Regions from separate parts of the Triticum aestivum genome. Here region 1 is linked to region 2. A link is a contact called in public Hi-C data. All regions are on one chromosome and are shown on one strand. The core of a region is the stretch at or near the end of the contact, and the rest is flanking DNA. Distances in the headings are between cores, read along the strand shown. Region 1 holds the start of LOC123102637 (putative glutaredoxin-C14). Region 2 holds the start of LOC123102632 (E3 ubiquitin-protein ligase MIEL1).

Region 1 (6,524 bases), core at 1,485-3,984, 860 kb after region 2:
ACCCCTCATTTGGCTGCCTCTGCAGTCGTTTTCCTCATATCCATGCGACCCATCCAACGTAAACTGACAATTACGTAAATTAACACACTTAGCAACAATTCGGGCATAATTCACATACTAGCAGTCACCGGACAACCAAAAGATCAAAGTTCATCGCTGGACAGTACTAAATTACTATTTCAACAAAGATTGTGATATGTTAGGATCTGATGATATTGGTTGTTGTTAGGGTTTCAGCCAGGTAATCAGCAAGCTTAGCTAGGCTTATCAAACAATAAAGAGCCAAGGAATAAGATCCTCATAGGTGTCGGCACCTCAAGGCTGGCATATGTGCATCAGCGATGTACAGTTGCTAGGTTAGACCTTTGTGATCCACATGTCAATGTGCCAAAGAATCAGAATCAAGTACACACAGTACTGTTAAAATGTACTACTAGGCGCTTCCACACCTCTCCAGTTGCATTTCAAAAGTATTTGCTAGTACATCTCTCACATATTCAGGTGTACATAAAATGCAGTCTTTCTGTCAGCGTGCCGCACATGTAAACTTCAGAGTTTCTATGTTTTGGGCAATGTGAGGTGCATGCTAGATTCATCTGAAGAGCTGCACTACACATTCTTCTTGCAGGAGCCAAGGCTAGCCCTTGAGAGGGTGGGGAGCCAAGAATTGATGAAGAACCATAAGATCCTTGAGGAGCTAGCTATGGAGGTTGCTACTACATAACACTAGCCTTTTCTTTCCAGGTGAAGAGTATCAAGGCAAATCTAGAGGATAAAGGATATCTATATCAAGACATATATTCTATTCTTAAGTGCTGGGATGTTTGCGTCATGTGTTAAAACTGCAGTTTTTTTTTGGAAAAAACACCCTGGTAATATATATCTGACTTTGTGTAGATGCTTGTACCACCATACATGTAGCAACTGTGTGGTGTCACATGCAACATCTCTCTCTCCCTCTCTCCGTGCTTTCCTTTGCTTCGGCAGAGCTTTTTAGTAGGATCGATTCGGTGAGGATGTCAAAGAAAAAGCAAGGATGACACCGCCGTCGGTGTCGCGGCGCCTCATATCTGATACGGCCAGGCCGATGTCGATGATGGGCGTTTCTCAAAGCCCAAGCAGCTAAATCTTGAGAGAAAAAGCAGGCAAGTTGGACATATTCTGTGCTTGCAGATAAGGCAGTGTGAGTGATGAGAGATTGAGGGCCTCTTTGATTCACAGGATTTTTAAAATGAAGGAATAGGAAAAATGTAGGAATAGGGTGACATGTCCCATAATATCCTACAGGATTTGAAAGAATGTTTGATAGCATTAGAAAAAATAAAGGAATTCTACAAAGAGCTTTGAGTGGATGGAAATTTTCTTCCAAAATGTAGTACAAATGGATCATATGGAAAAATTTCTAAGGATGCCAATCCTATGAATCAAATGAGCATCACAGAAAAAATTCCTAAGGGTTTAAATCCTCCAAAAATCCTATGCAATTCCTTTGAATCAAAGGAGCCCTGAGAGCTCTGTCAACGATGCTATTCTCTGAACCTGTGGCGACTCATTGCCGGTTAACCAGAAACCAGGCGAGCCTGAGGTAGCTAGTCGGAATCGGTTTCCTTACAAGCAAAGTATTGGCCGTACCATATCGACATTCCGCGTCATTGTCGATACGGTTCTTGTTGTCGCAGGTTGACACGTTTTCACCATTGCAAGCTTCTGTTCATCTATACTTCCATGAAACTGACAGGAGCACTGCCTTTCAATTAAGTAGAAATGAGTCACTGAGAAAAAGGGCAAATATGTAGAACAGAGTGACCTAGTTAAGTAAAAACCAGCAAAAATCAAGTTGTTCATCTGTTTTCGTACTGAAATTTCATCCCATTGGCTTGGCCGCTTTGAGATAGTATGCATGAGTACACTATCGATGATGAGACTCATATTCCGACCACTTTATTTTCCAAATTTCTACTCGATGCACTGGTGGATATGGGCACTGGTGGATCTTAATCTGTGGCCTGTGCATTCTATCACCCATTACCATACTTGCATGAGTCAATTAGGATTGACCACTCCTTCCAAGTCTTAATTAGTTCTCCTGAAGATTAGTTGGCTTGACAAACAGCCAATAGATAGATCGATTTAAAAGTAGGATCAGTCCGTAGGCATATATACGAGATTCCCTCTAGCTAGGTCAACACTTAGAAAATCAATCGGATTATTCCAGTCGCGTGTTTGGGTCCATGTTGATCAGAACACGGCTCCACTCGTGCATTATCTAATCTCATCTCCTCTTGGATATCAACCAATATGCTTTTGAACAAACCAATGGCGCCAATCCCAGGCATGCTAGCTAGGAGCTTTCATTTATTTTTTCTAGAAAAATCCAAAATGCTCTTTGTGCAATGTTAAAGATGGCTGCTAGATCACACTGATCTGTTCCAAACACTTCCTGATCTTACTTGCACCGGATATTCCAACCCAACCCATGCATGAAGGACACCCTAGCTAGTGCATAGAAAGATCAAAGAAGCACCGCCCTTTTGCAGCTCTATAAAAGGAAGCCACCCCTGTGCTAGTAAACCATCCAGGTTTCCTCTTTGGCACAACACAAGGTAGCAATAACTAGCTAGAGCTACACAAGGCTCAATCACATTTCAAAGTCCTCTTCAAACCTCAAAGCAAAGCACGTTCAGAGATCCGTGCACGTACACACATAACCCATTAGAACTTACTTAGAAGGCAGATGGACTGCGTGATGAAGCTGGCGTCCGAGCGAGCGGTGGTGATCTTCACTTTGAGCTCCTGCTGCATGTGCCATACCATGGCGTGGCTCTTTTGCGACCTGGGTGTCAATGCACTGGTGCATGAGTGTGACGCCCGGATAATCAAGCTACAGTAACCTCTGCTAATGATGCCTCGTCACCACTCTTACTGTTGTAAACCTCGCGATGATTCAATCCCATTCGAATTCAAATTTCAAAATCAAAGCAAACAATAAAAGTTTTTCAAAATTTAAAACAAAAGTGTTCGGGAGATGCCATATTTTACATAGGTCAATATGGTGTAATAAACACAATTTTATAAACTTCCTAAGTATTTTAAAATAAATAAAGACAGAAAAGGAAAATAAATAAAAGAAAGAAACTAACAAAACAAAAAAAAGAAGAAAGAGGGAACCCCCTCCCACGGCCTACTGGCCCAGTTGGCCGGCCCATTCGGGCGCAGGCCCAACCGGCCTCCCCCCTCCCCTTATCCATTCCCCCCCCCCCCCCCCCCCCAAACCCTAACCCACCGTCCACCACTCCCGTCCCCGATCCCCCCCTCACTCCCCTCGCCCCCTGGATCTGGGCGGCGCCCATCCCGTCGCCTCGCACGACCCCCCCACTCCTCCCGCACGAACCCCCCCACTCCTCCCGATCGAGACCCCCACTCCCTCTCGTTCTCCAGCGACACCGAGCACCCTCCGCCCGATCACTTGCCGCGCTGGAGCCCCACCTCGCCGGCGAGCCCGCGCCCGAGGACCGCGCCTCCGCCCTACAGCACCTCGCCGCCGTTCGCCGGACGCGACCCCGACGCCTCCCCGAGTCCGCTGCCATTGCCCTACGACTCCGCGTGCCTCGCCTGCTGCTGCCGACGATTGACGCTGCCGCTGCCTCCTTCCTTCGCGCTCCACCGCTGCATGATGCTGCTGTTGCTGCCTCGCTGCTAGGCGCTGCCGCTCTCCCGCCGCGGCACCGCATCGACGCCGCCCCCTTTTTGTTGTGACCACGAACCGCCGTGAACGTCGCCGGCCTCCTCTGTGAGGCTGGGCATGTGAGGCCTCGCATGGGTCGATGACAAGTGGGCCCCAGCCCAGAACGTTGTTTAAAAAAATCAATTAATTAAAATTTAAAATTAAATGAGTAAATAAAATTAATTAAGTAAATAATAATTAAAATAATTATTTTGTTAATTAAATGAATTAACTTAATTAATCCTGATAATTAACCTGCTAATTACCTAATTAGTCAATTAGTCAACACTGTCAGAAACTGACATGTGGGTCCCCTGCCTAGTCGACCAGTCAACAGTTGACCTGGTCAACGGGGTCCATTGTCAGCCTCTAGTGGCCCTGCTGTGTGCACTCTGCTGGGTGCACATAGCAATTTCACCTTTTTTTTAATTAATAATAATTTCAGAATAGTGTTTAAAACTTTGAAAAATCATATCTTTTAATCCGTAGCTCGGAAAAAACTTTGTACATGAAAGTTGCTCGGAACGACGAGACGATTCCGGATACGCAACCCGTTCGTCCGGCACGCAACCCTAGCATAGAGAACGCGTAACTTTCCCCCTCCGGCTCCTCTTCCCGAAAACGCGAAACACCGGGGATAATTTCCCGGATGTTCCCCCCTTCACCGGTACCACCTCGTACCGTGTTAGGGCACCCCTAGCACCGATACTTGTCATGTCATGCATCGCTATGCATCTGTTTGCTTAAATATTTATTGTTCTTCCCCTCTTCTCTCGCTAGACACCGAGACCGACGCCGCTACTGGTGCCCCGACCGACTACGCTGTTGACGACCCCTCTCTCTTGCCAGAGCAACCAGGCAAGCCCCCCCTTTGATCACCAGATATCACCTACTCTTCTCTATACTGCTTGCATTAGAGTAGTGTAGCATGTTACTGCTTTCTGTTAATCCTATTCTGATGCATAGCCTGTCCTTGCTACTACTGTTGATACCTTTACCTGCAATCCTACTTGCTTAGTATAGGATGCTAGTAGTACCATCTGTGGCCCTACATCCTTGTCCGTCTGCCACGCTATACTACCGGGCCGTGAACACTCGGGAGGTGATCACGGGTATATACTATATACTTTATACATGATACATGTGGTGATTAAAGACGGGTCGGCTCGTAGGAGCACCCGCGAGTGGATCTTTGAGGCGGAGCGACAGGGCAGGTTCCGACCACCTAGGAGAGAGGTGGGCCTGGCCCTGATCGGCGTTCGCGGATACTTAACACGCTTAACGAGATCTGGGTATTTGATCTGAGTCTGGCCATTTGGTCTATACGCACTAACCATCTACGTGGGAGTAGTTATGGGTATCCCGGCGTCGTGGTATCAGCCGAAGCCTTCGTGACGTCAGCGACTGAGTGACGCGCGCCGGATTGGACTGGAACGCCATTAGGCTAGGTCTGCTTCCGGCCGCGTACGCAACGTGCAGGTGTGCAAAGGGCGATGGGCCCAGACCCCTGTGCCATAGGATTTAGACCGACGTGCTGACCTCTCTGTTGTGCCTAGGTAGGGCTGCGACGTGTTGATCTTCCGAGGCCGGGCATGACCCAGGAAAGTGTGTCCGGCCAAATGGGATCGAGCGTGTTGGGGAATGTGGTGCACCCCTGCAGGGAAGTTAATCTATTCGAATAGCCGTGATCTTCGGTAACATGACGATTTGGAGTTGTACCTTGACCTTATGACAACTAGAACCGGATACTTAATAAAACACACCCTTCCAAGTGCCAGATACAACCGATGATCGCTCTCTCACAGGGCGACGAGGGGAGGATCATCGGTTAGGTTTATGCTATGCGATGCTACTTGGAGGACTTCAGTCTACTCTCTTCTACATGCTGCAAGACGGAGGCTGCCAGAAGCGTAGTCTTCGACAAGATTAGCTATCCCCCCTCTTATTCTGGCTTTCTGCAGTTCAGTCCACCGATATGGCCCTTTTCACTTTTACCCATGCATATGTAGTGTAGCTCCTTGCTTGCGAGTACTTTGGATGAGTACTCACGGTTGCTTTCTCCCTCTTTTCCCCTATCCCTTCTACCTGGTTGTCGCAACCAGATGTTGGAGCCCAGGAGCCAGACGCCACCATCGACGACGACTCCTATTACACCGGAGGTGCCTACTACTACGTGCTGCCCGCTGATGACGACCAGGAGTAGTTAGGAGGATCCCAGGCAGGAGGCCTGCGCCTCTTTCGATCTGTATCCCAGTTTGTGCTAGCCTTCTTAAGGCAAACTTGTTTAACTTATGTCTGTACTCAGATATTGTTGCTTCCGCTGACTCGTCTATGATCGAGCTTTTGTATTCGAGCCCTCGAGGCCCCTGGCTTGTAATATGATGCTTGTATGACTTATTTTATTTGTAGAGTTGTGTTGTGATATCTTCCCGTGAGTCCCTGATCTTGATCGTACACGTTTGCGTGTATGATTAGTGTACGATTGAATCGGGGGCGTCACAATGAGCTCGACCAAGACCCCAGGGGAAAGGAGATGGAGAGAGCTCTCCTCAAGATGCTCGGGAAAGGCCCATCTGTTCCAGTGGTGTTCATCGGCGGGAAGCTTGTCGGCGGGACAAACAGGGTCATGTCCATGCATCTTAGCGGCGAGCTCGTCCCAATGCTGAGGAATGCAGGTGCCCTCTGGCTATAGAGGAATGCAGGTGCCACCTGAGAAATAAAATTTTGTCAAAGAGTGTCAAGTATATGCATTTTCTTAGAATAACCTAACTAATGGCCTGGTTAGCATCGATCGAACTGG
Region 2 (6,738 bases), core at 445-2,944:
CGAGGCGTACTTTTTCAACATCCTGGCGACATATATTATGCCGATCACCCAAAGCCTACAGTGAAGACAATGCCATCAAAACTAGTTAAATTCAATAAATGCAGTTTGTTGCTCGTTAGCTGCTCTATGCAAACTGTCAACATCTAACAGTTGCCATTTTTCAAAGGGAAAGAGAACCCTCCCAGGGTGCCTTGGTGGGCACACATGGTTGTGAACCCACCCACCCACCCGGGTTCGAGGACTCGCCCCACTTTAAGTTAGACGTCCTCCCCCTTGGTCTAATTCTTTTTTTTCAAGGGAAGATGTTTAAACTCCAACAAGAGTGCCACGGAAAGGACCAAGCAAAGGAGCGAAATCGCGCCAAGAAATGCGTCAGACACCACGGAAAGATGGGGCAATTACATGGAACAAATATGATCCCTGGGGAAGAGCAAATCGCCCCACTTTAAGAATAAGTCAGGGAGGCGTCTTCCCCCTTGGTCTAATTCTTTTATTTGTTTTTTCCAATGGAAATGTTTAGACTCCAATAAGAGCAACTGTTCTCAATGAGTCTGACAAGTTCCCATTTTGCTAATTTACAGTTTTGATCTATTAAGAACATTAACTTATGTTTATACATTTATTTTGCCAGCACCCTGAAGATTTATTTTACCAGTTATTGAAATCTGACACGACGACTTATCGTGCATAACTTCAACCAAACAAGTTGTCCAAGATTAAATGAACGAAATTAAGATCAAAATTTAGAGCCATGGTGATTCAATATCGACGAACCAACTCAACTTGCAAGGTTGCCATGTTAGACTTGTTTGGAGTACGGACGATGGGGCCTTTATGGGGGATTTAGTTCCCTCTCAAGCACGAACTAACTCTACATCAACAAGGTGATAGTGCATTAGCCAATAATTGTTAAGCATCCCAGTGAAACTGTACATGGAGTAAGTGATGCTAATTACTACACGGCCATGGTGAGTTGGTTCCCACATGGATGAGCACGGTAATTATGCGGCCGTGGCGAGGAAAACAATAACTAGCAGCGTACCGTGGCGTGGTTAGTTGGTCTCCACATGGATGAGCACGGTAATTATGCGGCCGTGGCGAGCAAAACAATAGCTACTAGCAGCGTACCGTGGCGTCGTTGTGGCAATGGCGGCAGGGGAACACCTCCTTGCAGCAGGGCGCTACGATCTTGCATCTCCGCCGATAATGCTCGCACCTGCGCAGACCAGAGATGGATCACGATGTCCCGCGAGACGAAGCAATGAACCAATCGGACCAAGCAAAGGAGCGAAATCGCGACAACGGGCGCGGCAGACGCCACGGAAAGACGGGGCAATCGCGCGGAATCGAGCAAATTCGATCCCCGGGAAGGACGAATCGCAGCAAAAGGGGGGAGGGGAGGGGAGGGGACGCTGCCTAACCCGTGCTCCATCTTGCCCACGTCGCGGCGGCCCACATCTCCGTCGCCCGTGGCCTCGTGGGCGAGGTCGTCGTCGGCGAAGTGCGTTCCCCCCATCCCCGGCGGCGGCGTCGGCGGCGAGAGGGTGGTGGTGGGGAAGGGGAAGGGGAGGGAGGAGTCGGTGGCAGAGTGGTAGAAAGGAGTAAAGGAAGGGGCCTATGGGTCAAAATGGCGCGCGATACGAAGAGGGAAGGAAGGAAGGAAGGTGGAGGCCGGCGCTCCGCTAGGCCCCAACCCTTTTTCTTCCCTCTTGTTTTATTGGTCCGGAGCCGGAAGAGGAAGGCCGTCGCCAAGCCGGGAGTTGGACCCACTGCCTTAATTGCTAACTGTCCCCTCGCATCATCATCTCAGAAATTGTGGGAGATGGATTTCAGGATTTTCCATGTAACGGGTAGAATAGAATAATGTAACTAGAAATATATTCAAACTTCAGAATGGCAGAAGTTCAAGTTAAAACTCAATGAACAGAAAGCACATTTAAACTCGATAAACTTGCAACTGAAGGCTTGCCGTAGGGATGGAATGCTGACTTCACATTTTCTAAAATGGATGATTTCTAATGCACATCTTTCAACACAATACAATCACAGATGGTTACATACACATATATACACTTATTTGTACGCATGCACACTCTACTCCTATGAGCACTTCTGAGACATTGAGCTGACACAACATCATAAATTTGACGAAGTCATCATAGGAGCCTCTTGGTCGATGGAAACATCTCAAGTATGGAAGCTAAACACTGGTCTGTTGGTTCCACCATAAAAAATGTAATCATCTAAGCTATGCTCAGCTCAACCCTTACGGATGCAAAATCCGCACGAAATTCGTGGACAAAAAACGTGCAGGGTTGAACAGTGAAATTCAGGTGGTGGAAAAGCACCGTTATGTTAGGCAAGTCCTGTAGTCGCCTACTGCACCTTTTTTAATGGTCTGTTTGATGCCAACTTGTCAAGGAAGATAAAGAGATGAGGTGCGCACATGGCATGGGCCGCACGCACGCCAGCAGAGGAAGATGGCGAGATGCATCTTTCTCGCACGCACCTCCTTCCCTTTCTTCCTCCACCGGCTGCTCTACTTTATTCATTCAATTCCAAGTTTCAAACCGACAGAGTTCCGTTCGCTTGCACTCTTCCCTTGCACTACCATCTCATTCTTTTTGCTTGTTTGTTTGTTTGTGTGTATGCACCTGGTTGTTGAATTCTACTATTCCTGCTTGTATATTAAATTCATTCCTTCAAGGAGATGCGGAATTGCGTTTGTTCCAAACAGGTTGCTAGGAAAGTAGGCCAAGGGTCGATGTTCCTCTTCGGCGAAAGCGGAGTCGCTTGCTCAGAGTTTAGGAAGAAAGCGGAGTCGCTTGCTCAGAGTTTAGGAAGGACAATGACCCATGACGCAGTGGTGCACATTGACCGATGACGCAGTGGTGCACATTGACGAAGCCCTTTTTCTTGAGGTGTATGGGGGGTTTCTTGTGTGGCACTCAACTGTTTGTAACAGTTTTAGTCCCTTTTTCGTTAATTAACCAAACAACTCTCTTCTGCTTAATGAATGGATGAGGTAAACCTTTCGCCTCCGTTCAGAAACAAAAAAAGTAGGCGGCTTCCAGTTCGACCTTCATTACCAGATGTGCAGTCAACAACAACATAGAGCACTCGCTTCATATTATCAACTTACTGTCAGTCCGAAACAATCTCCGGTCTACAACATCTACGTATGGGCTAGAGATGAACAGCTAAATTTCCAATTGTGTATTGTACAGATTAACATCCAACGCTCTCTTGTGTACACTGTAAGACCACGACCAAAAATAATGAACCAAACTGTCGATGAACATAGTCTTGCAGCAACGGCTCAACGTAACAAGAACTTCGACAGATTCCATCAACGCGGTTCAGGCTATGCGTTTGCGGGTGCATCGGTCTGCATGTCGGCACCAGCTGGTTCGGCAGTGGTTCCCGCGTCGCTGGTCACCTCTGGCTCAGGGCCATTGGTTACAAGTCCGTTCTCAGAGGCCGCAGTCCCAGCACTCTCGATCGACTGCCTTCTTTCAATGCCTCCTGACTGCCTTCTCTCGATGCCTTCCAACTGCTTTCTCTCGATGCCTCCTGTCTGCTTTCTTTCTATGCCTCCGGACTGCCTTCTTTCGATGCCTCCTGACGACTTTCGATCAATGCTGCTGATCCCAGAGCCTGATCTTATAGGTAGTTGGCTGACAGCATCCAATAAGCTGGGGCACTCTGTGATCAGCACTCCTCCGTTGGGGTAGCATCGTCCAAAACATGCAGCACAATAAGGATATGCGACCTGAGATGAGATAGTGAACTTACATATGAGACTTCTCTGAGTCAAAAGAGAAATATCACAGAACTGGAATTTAGATCTGGTGGGTGTTGGGCCTTCAGCATATCCTGTTTTCTTTACTTTTCTGGAGGTAAACTTTTCCCCCCTACTTCCATTTGTGGTGCTTATGAAGCTTAAGTTACCTCAATAAATGCCTGGCAAAGTGAGAGGAAAAGGGAAGACTCATTTCCACGCAGCATCCGCATGGCATTGTATCTGACTAGGGAGTCAGAAACTGCTTGCAATCCTTTCACCACCTCCTGAGCAAGGACATGCTTCAAGCTCAATGGTGCACATGGTTTTAGCTCATTCATTGCTGCCGAAACACCTGCATCCAAGAGTATGAAATACGGACATGTCAACTTGTATACTCACTAGCACCATTAGAGCCAACACGTGAAGAATAGAAGTCAATTTCTGATAAATGTTACCAGTAAAACATACCATTAACAAACACTGCGAGAGGTGGATGCTCCATCAAAACAGAAGGTGGTGTCACATCATCAGAAGTATCATCCACAGCTCCATTTGTGACAAAGCCAATAGATGGCATCGGCACCCAACGATGTGAATCCAAGACAACCTAGCATGATTAGAAAATTTTATAGTGGTGTTAATTTATGGTGCTACAGTAATAATTGTAGGAGAAAGAGTGTAGGGAATTACAGAGTATAATTTGAAAGAACGAAGAAAGTGTCAACAACCTTATAATACGAATTCATCTTATGTTTATCTAGAGAAGAACGGAATAGCATGTCCAAACACGTAGTACATAGATGCTTACCTGAAAATTCTCAACCGCTGTACTCATATTCTTCGAGAATAAATTTAAAACCGCACTGCAAAGCAGATAATGTCAGGAAATACAACCCCTTTCCAGCATAGACAATAAATTTTAATAATCAAATACCAATTACTTTTCAAAAATTGGTGGAAGCAGGCAACGGAAATCCAGTCCAACCAAGCCGAGACCCATCGCACAATACTGCAAGATGATCAAGTGATAAAACATTACAAAAGATTCAAGCCTTTGGTGCAACTGTTACTCAGCTAGAAATTCAAACGAAAGCAAATGCTTACCATGCAGTTTTCAAGCATGTTTGACAGGGACCCACCTTCTGTTATATTTGGCAACATAACTTGAAGAGTGGTGAGGTGATTACTAACTTGGTGCATTGCCCAGCTGAAAAGCAGCCCACCGTCGCTGTTCTCTTCACTTCCAGATTTATCATTATTGAATATTGCTCGGTATTGATTGACAACATCAAATAGATGTGTCCTGTGGCAAGACACCATGCCTTTCAGATAATCATATACATTCCTTTGGTCCAGATCATCAAGAATCCCAGAAAGCCAAGCTTCCCTGCATCTCAGGAACTAGAACTTATATCAGAGTTAGGAGGCGAAGACAAACAAATTGTATTCTAACCCCTGTTATGACCTATAAAAAAGAAGCAGTGTAATGTCATAACTAATGTCTGCATTATTAATAGAAAAAGAGATTCTACCATACAACTAAGCATACTTGGTAACTCAAGAGACATGATAACCAGAAACAAATACTCATAAACAGAATGGTACTATCAAATAACTTGGAAGATTCAGAATACCTGTAGGCGTAATTCTGATTCACTGAACACTCCAATCCGGCGCAAATGTGCGACAATACGGAGGCATTCGGGTAACTGTAGGCGATAAAATGGACCAGACTTAGATACAAGTGTGCAGAAGATATTAGACAGATCAAGCAATCGTGGGCAAGAAATGATACTATTGAACACAAGGAAATACATTTACCACTACATGATAACATAATATACTTATAGCACTCAACTGCACAGAGGACAGCACAGAACAATCTGGGCCAGAGTAAAATATGAAAATGGTGCTTGACATAAATAGTCGACAAGCATCATCACCTGAATATTTGATCGAAGCTTTTGGAGAAGCTGAGAAATTAGTGATTGTATCGTCTTCTTGACTTCAGCAGCTAATCCTTGGATGACAGGTAAACTTCAATTGAAATAGCAAACAGTTAATGATTTTAATGACGGACCACAACAAAGTATTATGTTACTCGACTTACTCAGGGTGCAACTTCGAAATTTTACTAACAGAAGCTTCTAGATCGAGTGCCTCATCATAGTTCCCATTCCGTATGCATCTGTAAGCAGCAGCTTGTTGTTAGGGATTCATTATCGGTACAACATTTGAAGCTATGCAGTACAGGACAAGAATATGTGTCTATAATCCATACAAATTAAACAAAAACCAATGGCATATCAACAACATCAGTCAACTCAAATATGAAGCAAATATCCCAAGGAAACACTAACAATGCATGTCACATACGTGTCCATAAGTTGTGGGATTTCAAGCAGGTCAAGCAAGGTACTGTGGTTGGCTAGTAATGTCTGATTGAGCTTCCTCTCTTCCAAAATTTGATGTGCTGACTCAACAAACTCGGTGCAACCAGATGTTAAATTGGGTATCTCCTCTACCTGCAAAGAGTAAAAAAGATATTGTCAAGCATTTCATATTTTCATTTCCTACTTCCAACATGGCCTGAATCATACATAAGTCGTTATTGGATGAAGTAAAAGCTGCATAAGGACATGTACTTAATTTTAGCTCCCACCGTTGGCAGTAAGAAATGAACAACACTTGCATAATTTCCATTTTGCAGTATTTAGTGACAGACACTGGTTCAACAAACAATGGTAGTGGTTTTTCAGAGCAAGGTGATGCATAACATTAACAAATATGCATGTGGACTTGATCATTTTTCCTTGCGGTGCATATGATTATGGTCATGTTAATACTGTTAAAATCAATCACATAAGAAGCATATAAATAGCTAACAGTTTAGAGAAGAATGTTAGAATGTATGGTTCATAAGAGCCAATCAAATTTCTCGACCACACAGGAAA

Evidence for each region. A called contact is a pair of places that touch in the nucleus more often than the background predicts.
Region 1: a Hi-C map of leaf shows a contact between it and region 2, with 8 times the contacts expected there. The contact joins the promoter of LOC123102637 here to the promoter of LOC123102632 in region 2. A contact is called at or near these places in 3 of 5 Hi-C or Micro-C datasets (all in leaf).

What each region holds. Positions count from the first base shown.
Region 1 is chr5A:134,260,831-134,267,354 of IWGSC CS RefSeq v2.1, forward strand. It overlaps LOC123102637 (putative glutaredoxin-C14), which reads left to right and starts at 2,735. Exons shown (of 3, transcript XM_044524056.1): 1 at 2,735-2,859; 2 at 5,989-6,006; 3 at 6,248-6,416. The coding sequence starts at 2,735. The coding sequence ends at 6,416. It overlaps LOC123102635 (rRNA-processing protein FYV7), which reads left to right. Exons shown (of 4, transcript XM_044524053.1): 4 at 629-896. The coding sequence ends at 641.
Region 2 is chr5A:133,398,225-133,404,962 of IWGSC CS RefSeq v2.1, forward strand. LOC123102632 (E3 ubiquitin-protein ligase MIEL1) reads right to left here and starts at 1,695. Exons shown (of 12, transcript XM_044524050.1): 1 at 1,422-1,695; 2 at 1,129-1,216; 3 at 11-55. The coding sequence starts at 1,516. LOC123102633 (conserved oligomeric Golgi complex subunit 8) reads right to left here. Exons shown (of 12, transcript XM_044524051.1): 3 at 6,161-6,309; 4 at 5,895-5,972; 5 at 5,728-5,821; 6 at 5,419-5,493; 7 at 4,889-5,185; 8 at 4,726-4,793; 9 at 4,593-4,647; 10 at 4,253-4,391; 11 at 3,952-4,136; 12 at 3,096-3,772. The coding sequence ends at 3,365.